Linked DNA regions of Lactuca sativa: region 1 is linked to region 2. The links are chromatin contacts, called in public Hi-C maps. All regions are on one chromosome and are shown on one strand. The core of a region is the stretch at or near the end of the contact, and the rest is flanking DNA. Distances in the headings are between cores, read along the strand shown.

Region 1 (4,638 bases), core at 846-3,345, 280 kb before region 2:
TGAATATTTTCCCATCATTATTTTATAAAAAAAAGTAAAGACATACGAGGTATGGAGTGAACAGCAGACTCCTCTTTGAGTAGGTCATCATGAACATCTGGATGTGATCGATCAACTACCTCTGGATGCAATCCCACATACCAATCTCTTTTAGCTTTTAGCCTAGGAACCTCTAGTTTATCTGACATCATATAACCTGAAGCCCTGCAAAAATGTAAGCAAAACCATCACTGAGTATGGATGTTCCATGGGTAAGGGTTAGACACAAGAAATAGCAATGCCATCCAAATACAAAGCAATTTTAAAAGTATGTGCTTTAAAAAGAAAAGAATCAAAAGCAGAATGTTGTAATATGAAGAAATGAAAGTGGGAAATTGTAGTACAAAGATAAACGAAAGTATGTTGCTATTTCTTGCATTTAGCCCTAAGAAGAAAAGGAAAAAATGCTGAAAAAAAAAACTAATAAAAACGGTTGTACCGGAAGAAGAGCACCTCGCCATTGTATGTAGCCAAAGCTATTTCTCTCACACCATCTTTGTCAATGTCATATAAGAGTGGACTTGCATGAACAGTGGATTGATGAAAAGCAGGCCATCCTGATAAAATCATACAAAACAGAAGTATTATACACAGAATAAGGGTATTTTGGTCTTTTGATGATCACAAGAAAGAAGTCCTATAACAGAAAAACATAGTGTAGAGATGCAAATAAGAAGCAATTGATTGCGATAGAGTAAAAAATACCTGGCATTTTGTCTCCATCAGAACCTTCTAGAACTTCCAGGTAGTGAACAAAAGATGGAACAACAACATCAAGCTTGCCATCACTGAGATGCAAAAAAAAATCTTATTAATAGCCTAATAGGGGATATTTATATAATTATATACTTGGATTAAAATACTATATGAAACGAAGTTTATATCAATAAAAAATGGTTTGCTGTAAAAAAATGGTAACACTAACTTGAGGAGACAGTTGTCAACTCTCTTTACCTGTTAATGTCAGCAATCAATGGTGTTGCATATATGCTAGAACTAACTTCAGTCTGCCATCTTAGCTCCAAATTCTGAGGGCATTGTTTATTCAACAATTCATCCTCATCACTACCACATCAAAACCAAAAAAGTCAGTAACAGAAACAACTGTAAAAGATGTACATTGTTAGAAAGAAATACTAAGAGCAGTAATATTGAAGCACTTCAAGATTCGCTTACACTAAGTCCCTATCACTCTGTAATTCTTCCCCTATTGTATTTCTAACTAATAGAGACAAAACAAAATATCCATGATGAGAAGTTATGTAATCACCTATTACTAGTTTACTACTAGAAGCCCTTGTAAGGAGATTACTAGTAAGCCCTCATAAAGAACTCACAATCAATACCATGTTTCTACAATCCCCCTACTAACATGCCCACACAGAAGCCAGGGCACAAACAACAAATCATCATCCAGATTCAATTCACTTCACCTCAAGGGTCGATAGATAATCCAAATGAACTAACTTAAGCAAGCTGATCAAATAACTCCCAGATCAGCAGAAATCACGGTAAGAATTACTTCTAGGTCTTTATTAGGAGCTCATAATTCAGAAACGGATTCATGCTCCAAATGATACAGAAGTAGCTAAATTATCAAACATTAAATTATCATGCAAAAAATGGGCGAAATTCAAAGTAACAAATAAGAAGGCTTACAAATTGGGATAGCCCAGGTTATCATCGGTAGCCTCACGTTCACGAAACTTGTTCGTTTTTGCTTCCTCTCCATGGATTAGACTCAATGATATAGAAAAGAGAAGTAAAAGAAATAAAACCCTAATTTTCATGAAGATGACCTTGATCTTACTAAGTTCACTACAAGATGAAGTATGTGAAATGAGAGAAAGCGCACAAATGATGGATCAGATGCAGATATGAATAAACCCTAGGGAATCTTCTCTGTAACAGAGATTTTCGCAAGCAGAGACGACGATCCGAGAGGGACGACGACAGGCAGCAGTGTCTATTAGACCTGAATTGGAGTTACAGAAGACCCTCCCACCATTAGCGGATTTAATCGCACTCTTTGTGTTTGGTAAGAGACCGAGAAGGTAATGAGGAAAAAAATGCATTCTATATTTCGATTATCAATTATTTTATTGGTTAAAAGAAAAATAATCTAAAAATTGTACATGTTAATTATTAGGTGTAACTAAACATATAATAAAACTAAGTTAGATGGATTATTCACAATATTGTGAGTTATTTACTAAAATACAATATAATAAATTGATAATTATGTTTATAAAACTAGAATTGTATTCATGTTTGAGCATTTTTCAATATAAAGGAACATTGTTAACGGTTAGGTTTTTATCTCACAAAAAAGACTATTTTTATTTTCTTCATCTAAATGCAATTGTTATAAATTGTATAGTAAATAAACATGGCTTTCAATTAACAATTAGTTGTTTTAAAATCTATATGAGGGGATTGTGTATTTAACACATGGACTACACAATCGTATAATTGACGAGTTATAATTGTTTAAAAATATCGTTTAAAAATGTTGCGTAAATATTGATTGGCTAAGAAAACTATTAATGGATTTAAAAATGTTGCGTAAAGAAGCTATAACTTCTTTTCTACCTATGTCTTCTTCCATGGATTTCACTGCTTCAACTTGACTCGATCAATTTTATGCTTACATCGTTGAATCGTCAATTTTATGCTTACATTGTTGAATCGTCGAGTATGCTTGTATATCTTTGTTTCCTCCATATACACCTTTTATCTCGAGAAAGTTATGAGAATGTGTTGGAAAAAATTTATCAATTATATCAAACACAACTTGTAGGTAGCATTTGGTTCGCTAGAATCCTTGGGAATTAGAGGGAATTAGAATCCGATTCCACTAGATCTTCATGTTTGGTTCAAGATTCGCTAAGGAATTATATATATTATATCTTTACATATAAAAAATAAAACAAAGTAAAATTATGTAAAAACAACAAGAACGGAAATTTGTCTATTTTACATTATTCAAATTCCATTTCTCTCCAACAAAATGGAATATGTAATTAGATTCCAATTTCATTTCCTAGAAACCAAGGAAAATATGGAATTAGATTATAATTCTGAACAAATTCCAATTCCTTGATAGATTTCAATTCATTTATAAACATTTTTCAAACCAGACATTACCTTGGATCTAGGTACTTTAATGAATGTGTACAGAAGCATGTTGTACATTATAAGTGTCTTTGGGCTAAAAATATATAAAAGGATTAAACACTTCAACAACTTGATAAATGACTTCACAAACAAAAAAATAGTACTGTAAAAAAACGAAAAATTAAAGATAATCAATTTACGTAGTTCACACGATCAGGATGATTGGTTACGTCCACAACAAACTTAAAATAGAGTTTTATTATTACTATGGCTTCAGTATTACATGTTACACAAATTAATGGAAAATAAATGTTAGTTGTTTGACTTAAAACTCTCAATAAGGTCAGACCCATAAAATATGATGAAAAAATGACACATGACAAATTTGAAGAGTAATATGATATAGGAACTAGCCTACGAAAAATCTCTTCATAGGGCATCGCCCCCGGTCCCCTCAAGGGGTAGCTCCCCCTTGACCCGCTACTAACAAAGTATAAAGTTAAAAGGTGAATCAGTCTCTACACCTTAATAAGTTTCACATTCCCTCCACCAAGATAAACCGAGTGCCTAAGAGTGTTGGTTGTGAAGTCAGTGATTGGGTGTTTAAGAATTATCTCGTAAATAGGACACAATGCTTAAGATTAATAAAAGGTTAATTAGTTTTGCAATCTTATGATTAAAAAATGTTTAATAATTTCGCCTTTGCTTCAAAACCTTTTTAATCAAAATCCCGTTTGTTACTTGTTAAAAAACTCTACTTTTGGTGTCTTGTTCTAATTTTGTATCCAATAGGTGGCATACGATCAATTATTACAAATAAATTAAAATCATGTAAAATAACTACACAAAACTATTGTGGGCATGTATACTAAGTTATCAACTCCACTAAGTCATAGCAAAAGTTAATATGGTTAATTTCCTAGAGTAATACCTAAATTATTGCAATAATAACTTTTTTATATGTAGATCTCAAAATTTGTTCCATCTTCATGCCAACAGCTTTTTGAACACTCGAAACCTTCGCTTAATCACATAAAATCAAATACGAAATTTATCGTATTACTCTTACGTGAAACCATTTAATAAAAAATTTATAAAAAAATCCGGCTCGTGCCTCTTTGAAAATTTACAATTACAACAAAAAACACGAGAATTGTGTACATAAATAAAAATAGCCAAACTACGGATAATCAACCACAATGGTGTTAAGGTGAAGGCTAATTATATAGAAAAAATCATATTATATATCAAATACATGTGATTTTAGTGTTATCAACATATTTTAGTATAGTTATTACTATTAATATTGGAATAGATTGATCTTCATTTACTAACCGAGACAGAAGATATAGAGCACACACTCAGAGTGATAAATGTAAAATTGGGAATAAGGGGTCCAGGGCCTCTGCCCCTGGATACAGGGTTCCAAGGGGCTACGTCACTGGCAGGGTCTAGGGGCAGAGAAACCTAAACAGACTTTTA
Region 2 (4,513 bases), core at 1,173-3,672:
TTGAGAAGTGAGAAGAAATTAAAAAAACATCTAAGCACAGGGACCAAAAATGTAATTTACTCATAAAGGGAGAAACTGTAGAGAAATTACCTGTTCAGGAGTCTTCTCATGATAGCGACTTTGAGACACACCTTGAGCAAGTAATTCTTTGACTCTCCCACCAGAGTACAATTCAGAAAGACATCCATGCCCTTCAGCAATAAGTCCAGCTCTAAATGCACAAAGCCCAAGTTGAGCCATGGATCTATTAAACAATATCTGAGTTGAAATATCCATGTGCTGAACATTATCCTGCAAGTGACTCATAAGCAACAAATCTCTCGCAATTGAAAACTCATCCAAAATGGCATGATGGTAAATATCACATAACATGGCACGCGCTTTCGTCCTTTCATCTCCATGTTTATAAATATGAGAAACACATGAATCCATCAATTCCCTACTACTTTCAGGAAAACTCGGCTTTCTTGACACAATTTCAGGAGTTGTCACAAATGAAATTGGACCCTGACCCATAGCTTTTGGCTCTTCTTCATTCTCTAAATCTTGTTCGGAGAGTTTTCGCATAGCATCATATACTTCTTGTGGTTTGTAATAAACAAGTTCAACAACTCTTAATCCTACTTTAGCTGAAGCTTTGTGATCCCCAACACGTTCTAAATACTCTCCAATGTTTTGAGCAAGAACAAAAAACAAAGGCTCATCTTGGAGTCTTTCAACATACTCACGTGTATGAGGATCAATGCATTGTAAGCTTTTAAAGAATTCAACATCTACTTTTTCAAGAAAAGCTGCAAGGTTACCCCATATACGAATAGTCCCATCAAAGTCTGTTCCTTTTTGGGTCTCGTTTTCTTCAGGTTCAACTGAATCATCAACTAGAATGTTTGGATATTGGGCTAGAATATCAAGGATTACTAGAAGATTCTGGACACATTTCTTCCATACATTGATTGGCATGTGTCCACTCAAACCTGGGTTGACATCGAATTGTGCAGATACAACACTGAATAGGATTTCAAGCTTTTGTGCAGGGGTTTTAGCTACCCTGGTCAAGAAAGTCAACTGCTCAACAAGTTCGAGTCTTCCTGTTCCTTTTCTTCCACGAGCTGCAACGATTTCTTTAAACTTTTTGTTGACTGTATCCCAAGTGACTTGGTTTGGATCTTTGAACTGTTTCTCCATTAACTTATCTTTCTTATTCATCTTTTTCTCCCAACCAGGTTCATCTTCTTCCTCTTCTTCATCTTCATCGTCCCCAGATTCTGATTCTGATTCTGCATTTGTTGGGTCATCAATCTCAGAACCGGATTCATCTTCATCTTCTTCCTCAGACACCTCTTCTACATCCTCTTGATCTTCAAAGCTTTCGGGAGCTTCTCTACACTTATTAATCAACTCCTCATACTGCTTATTGTTCTTCTTAAGTTTCTGCTTCATTGAATTCAAAGCTTTGGCGTTGCTACTACTCATCTTCTTCTTTGCCTCCTTGTTTGCCATGGCTTGATTCAAGAAGTCCTCTAACATGACTAAAGCTTTGACATAGTTGTTAGGGACCTTATCAGATTCTGTAACTCTCATGACTTTTTCAAGCTGTCTGTTGATCTTGTCGAAGCTCTCTTGAAGACTCACCCAGTCGTTAATCTTCATTGCATTCTTCATCTGATCAATAGTTGCAGACAACTCCTCAAATCGTTTGTCTTTTGCAGATTTGATAACACGCTTATGACTATCTCCGTCTTCACTATCACTATCACTATTGTCAAGATATTTGTTAGCGCCAGGGGCACTGATAGCAGCTTCTTGCCCCTCGTTAACATCATCCTGTTCTGAATCAGTAACTTCATCTTCAGTGTCACTATCGCCCTGTGGAAATATAAAGTAATGAGATCACATTATCAAAATTTCAACAACTACACGAACGCAACAATGAGACTGTTTCTTTATTAAGCTTTTGATTCACGAATAAAAATCATTGACAAGAAAATCACTATCCAGTGGCAAACAAACCTGATTACTCCAAAATTTCGACGCCATTTTCTTATCTCGCAGATTAGCAAATCACAAATCCAAGTATAACCGAAACTGCACGATAAGACATTTGAAATTACATATTGTTATAAAACTTTAAGAAAAAATTTACGACCAAATGCCAAAATTACAGATCTGCAACAAAACACAGAAAAATACATCGAATTTTTTTTGTACTCAATAATGCAGCAATAAATAGTACAAGAGAGCAGAGAGAGATGTGATATACGGTACCTGAAAGAGTGAAAAGGCAGATGATGGCCGTAGGAGAATGGAGGGAGAATGCTCTTCCGAGTTGCGTCGGCGATTCCGGCAATTTTAGGTTTTTATTAAGGGGGGAAAGATGACAGTTAATTGATTTGATCTGATATTCTGATTGGGCCCAAGTTTCGGGAAATATGTTATTATCAGGTTTAAATTGGGCTAAATTCGAATTTTGATTCGGCCCAAGTTTCTGGAAAAATATTATATCCTCCTTCATCCATGGCATTTCTCCATATACTTCTCTTTTGTTTTCTTTATCATCTTAAAAACTCATTTTGATTTCATATAATTTATATTTTTGGTGTTTTTGGTTTTAGTATTTTTGTTTTATTTTATGTTATTTTTTATTTATTTATTTATTTATTATTATTATTATTATTATTATTATTATTATTATTATTATTATTATTATTATTATTATTTCTGTAATTATTATTAATATTATTATTATTATTTTAAATAATTGATTTGATTTAATGTCTCTTTAATAGTCTAAATGAAAGAAAAAAAAATCTGAACGGAAAAAAAATAATATATGAATAGTCTAAACGGAATATAACACAGAGATAGTCGGAACAGAAAAAATAACACAGAGATAGTCGGAATGGAAAAAAATAACATGAGGATAATTCGAATGGAAAAATAATACATGGATAGCCCGATCGAAAAAATAACATAGTGATAGTTTGAATGAAAAAAAAATAACGCAAAAATAGTGCGATCAATTTTTTTAATTTTAATAATAATAATAATAATAATAATATGTATTTATTAAAAATATTAAAAATAAAAAAATAACAAAAAAACAACAAAAAAAATAAAAAACAACAACAAAAGACAAAAAAAAATAGTAAAAAAGATTTAAAAAAAAACAAAAGGTAGGGTATAAATAGGAATTGTGGGGGTGCCCGAAAAAAAAACGGCTTATCAATTTATACTCTTTATGTGTCTCATTAATCTAATTGTTTTCTTTTTTAGTTGGTTTATTAATAAAAATAAATTATTTAAAGTATTAGATGATACATAATTTAAATTTTTCAGCAATGAAGTCAACATTTTTATATAATTTAATACAATTGAATCATTTGTAAATTATGTTAATAAAAAATTAGCAACAAAAATACATTATCCCTACACATTTACATATGTTGTTGATTTTCTCTATCTACATTTTCTTCTTACATATTCTGCTGCTCATCTTAAATTATGACATGTAGCATATTTAATGAAAATAGTTATATTTTTATACGATAATAAATGTCGTCATTTAAAAAGAATAAAAGAATATGTAAGAAAAAAATGTTGAAATATTTAAGTTATCTTTTTACATATACACTTTCTACCAAAAGACTTCTAGTCTAGCAGTATCTTGTGTTTTCCTCTCTTATTGAGGTTGAAGGTTCAAACTCCGTCATGAACATATGTGAAATTAAGGAGTAGTTTAGGTAAGAATAGATTAGATTTTTCGTTTCAAAAAACATATTCCTCAATCTTTCAATCAAATTGAATTTTGAAGTGATTATTTTTCCCAGGCAGTCGAGCTAACGATGTTTTGTACTTCGTCACCAAGGTCTACTACATCAATGGTTAGTAATTGGTGAATTTGAGATTCTTTTTATAGGAACATTGAAATTTTAAATTTTGGATTTTTTTAATCTGTAGGACTTATAGAAATTGGACTTATAGAAATTGGACTGTGAACATGGATAAACTGTTTTTGATGAATTGTATACTTATGTCACAAAAGACTTACTTTATGTTTTTCTTAGTTCAGACAATGAGATTTTTTCATGTTTTAGATGAAACAAACGTCTTGACAAACTGAAGCCATTGAGCAATGAGATATATACCAGGAATAAGCTTTACTTGATCCATGTGTATTCTAATTGCAAATTTGGTTGCCTCTTAAATCCAATCATATTCTTGTCCAATATATTTTAGTGTAGCCTACATGTAGATTTTGGTAAACAAAGTCATATGGTGTGATCTTTGGTAAACAAAGATATAGTATACCGTATATAAATATTAAAAATATATTATATATTGCATTTAATATTGTGCCAATTAGGTTTTAATGATGACTTCCATGTTTATTTACAATTTTTTACATTAATAAAAATATGATGGTGAAACACAACAGAAATGTAAGCATGAAAAGGGTAGAAAATAGAAATGTTAATTTACTAATTTACGAAGCTATTGTTTACTATATATATTT

Evidence for each region. Hi-C and Micro-C count contacts between places; a contact is called where the count stands out from the background.
Region 1: a contact with region 2 is called in a Hi-C map of seed, with 4 times the contacts expected there. The contact joins the promoter of LOC111884047 here to the promoter of LOC111884045 in region 2. A contact is called at or near these places in 3 of 4 Hi-C or Micro-C datasets (leaf and seed).

Annotation. Positions count from the first base shown.
Region 1 is chr8:157,184,424-157,189,061 of Lsat_Salinas_v11, reverse strand. It overlaps LOC111884047 (protein DEFECTIVE IN EXINE FORMATION 1), which reads right to left and starts at 2,095. Exons shown (of 13, transcript XM_023880377.3): 1 at 1,699-2,095; 2 at 994-1,104; 3 at 745-827; 4 at 479-596; 5 at 47-204. The coding sequence starts at 1,829.
Region 2 is chr8:156,900,812-156,905,324 of Lsat_Salinas_v11, reverse strand. It overlaps LOC111884045 (eukaryotic translation initiation factor 3 subunit C), which reads right to left and starts at 2,422. Exons shown (of 4, transcript XM_023880375.3): 1 at 2,266-2,422; 2 at 2,011-2,085; 3 at 91-1,866. The coding sequence starts at 2,037.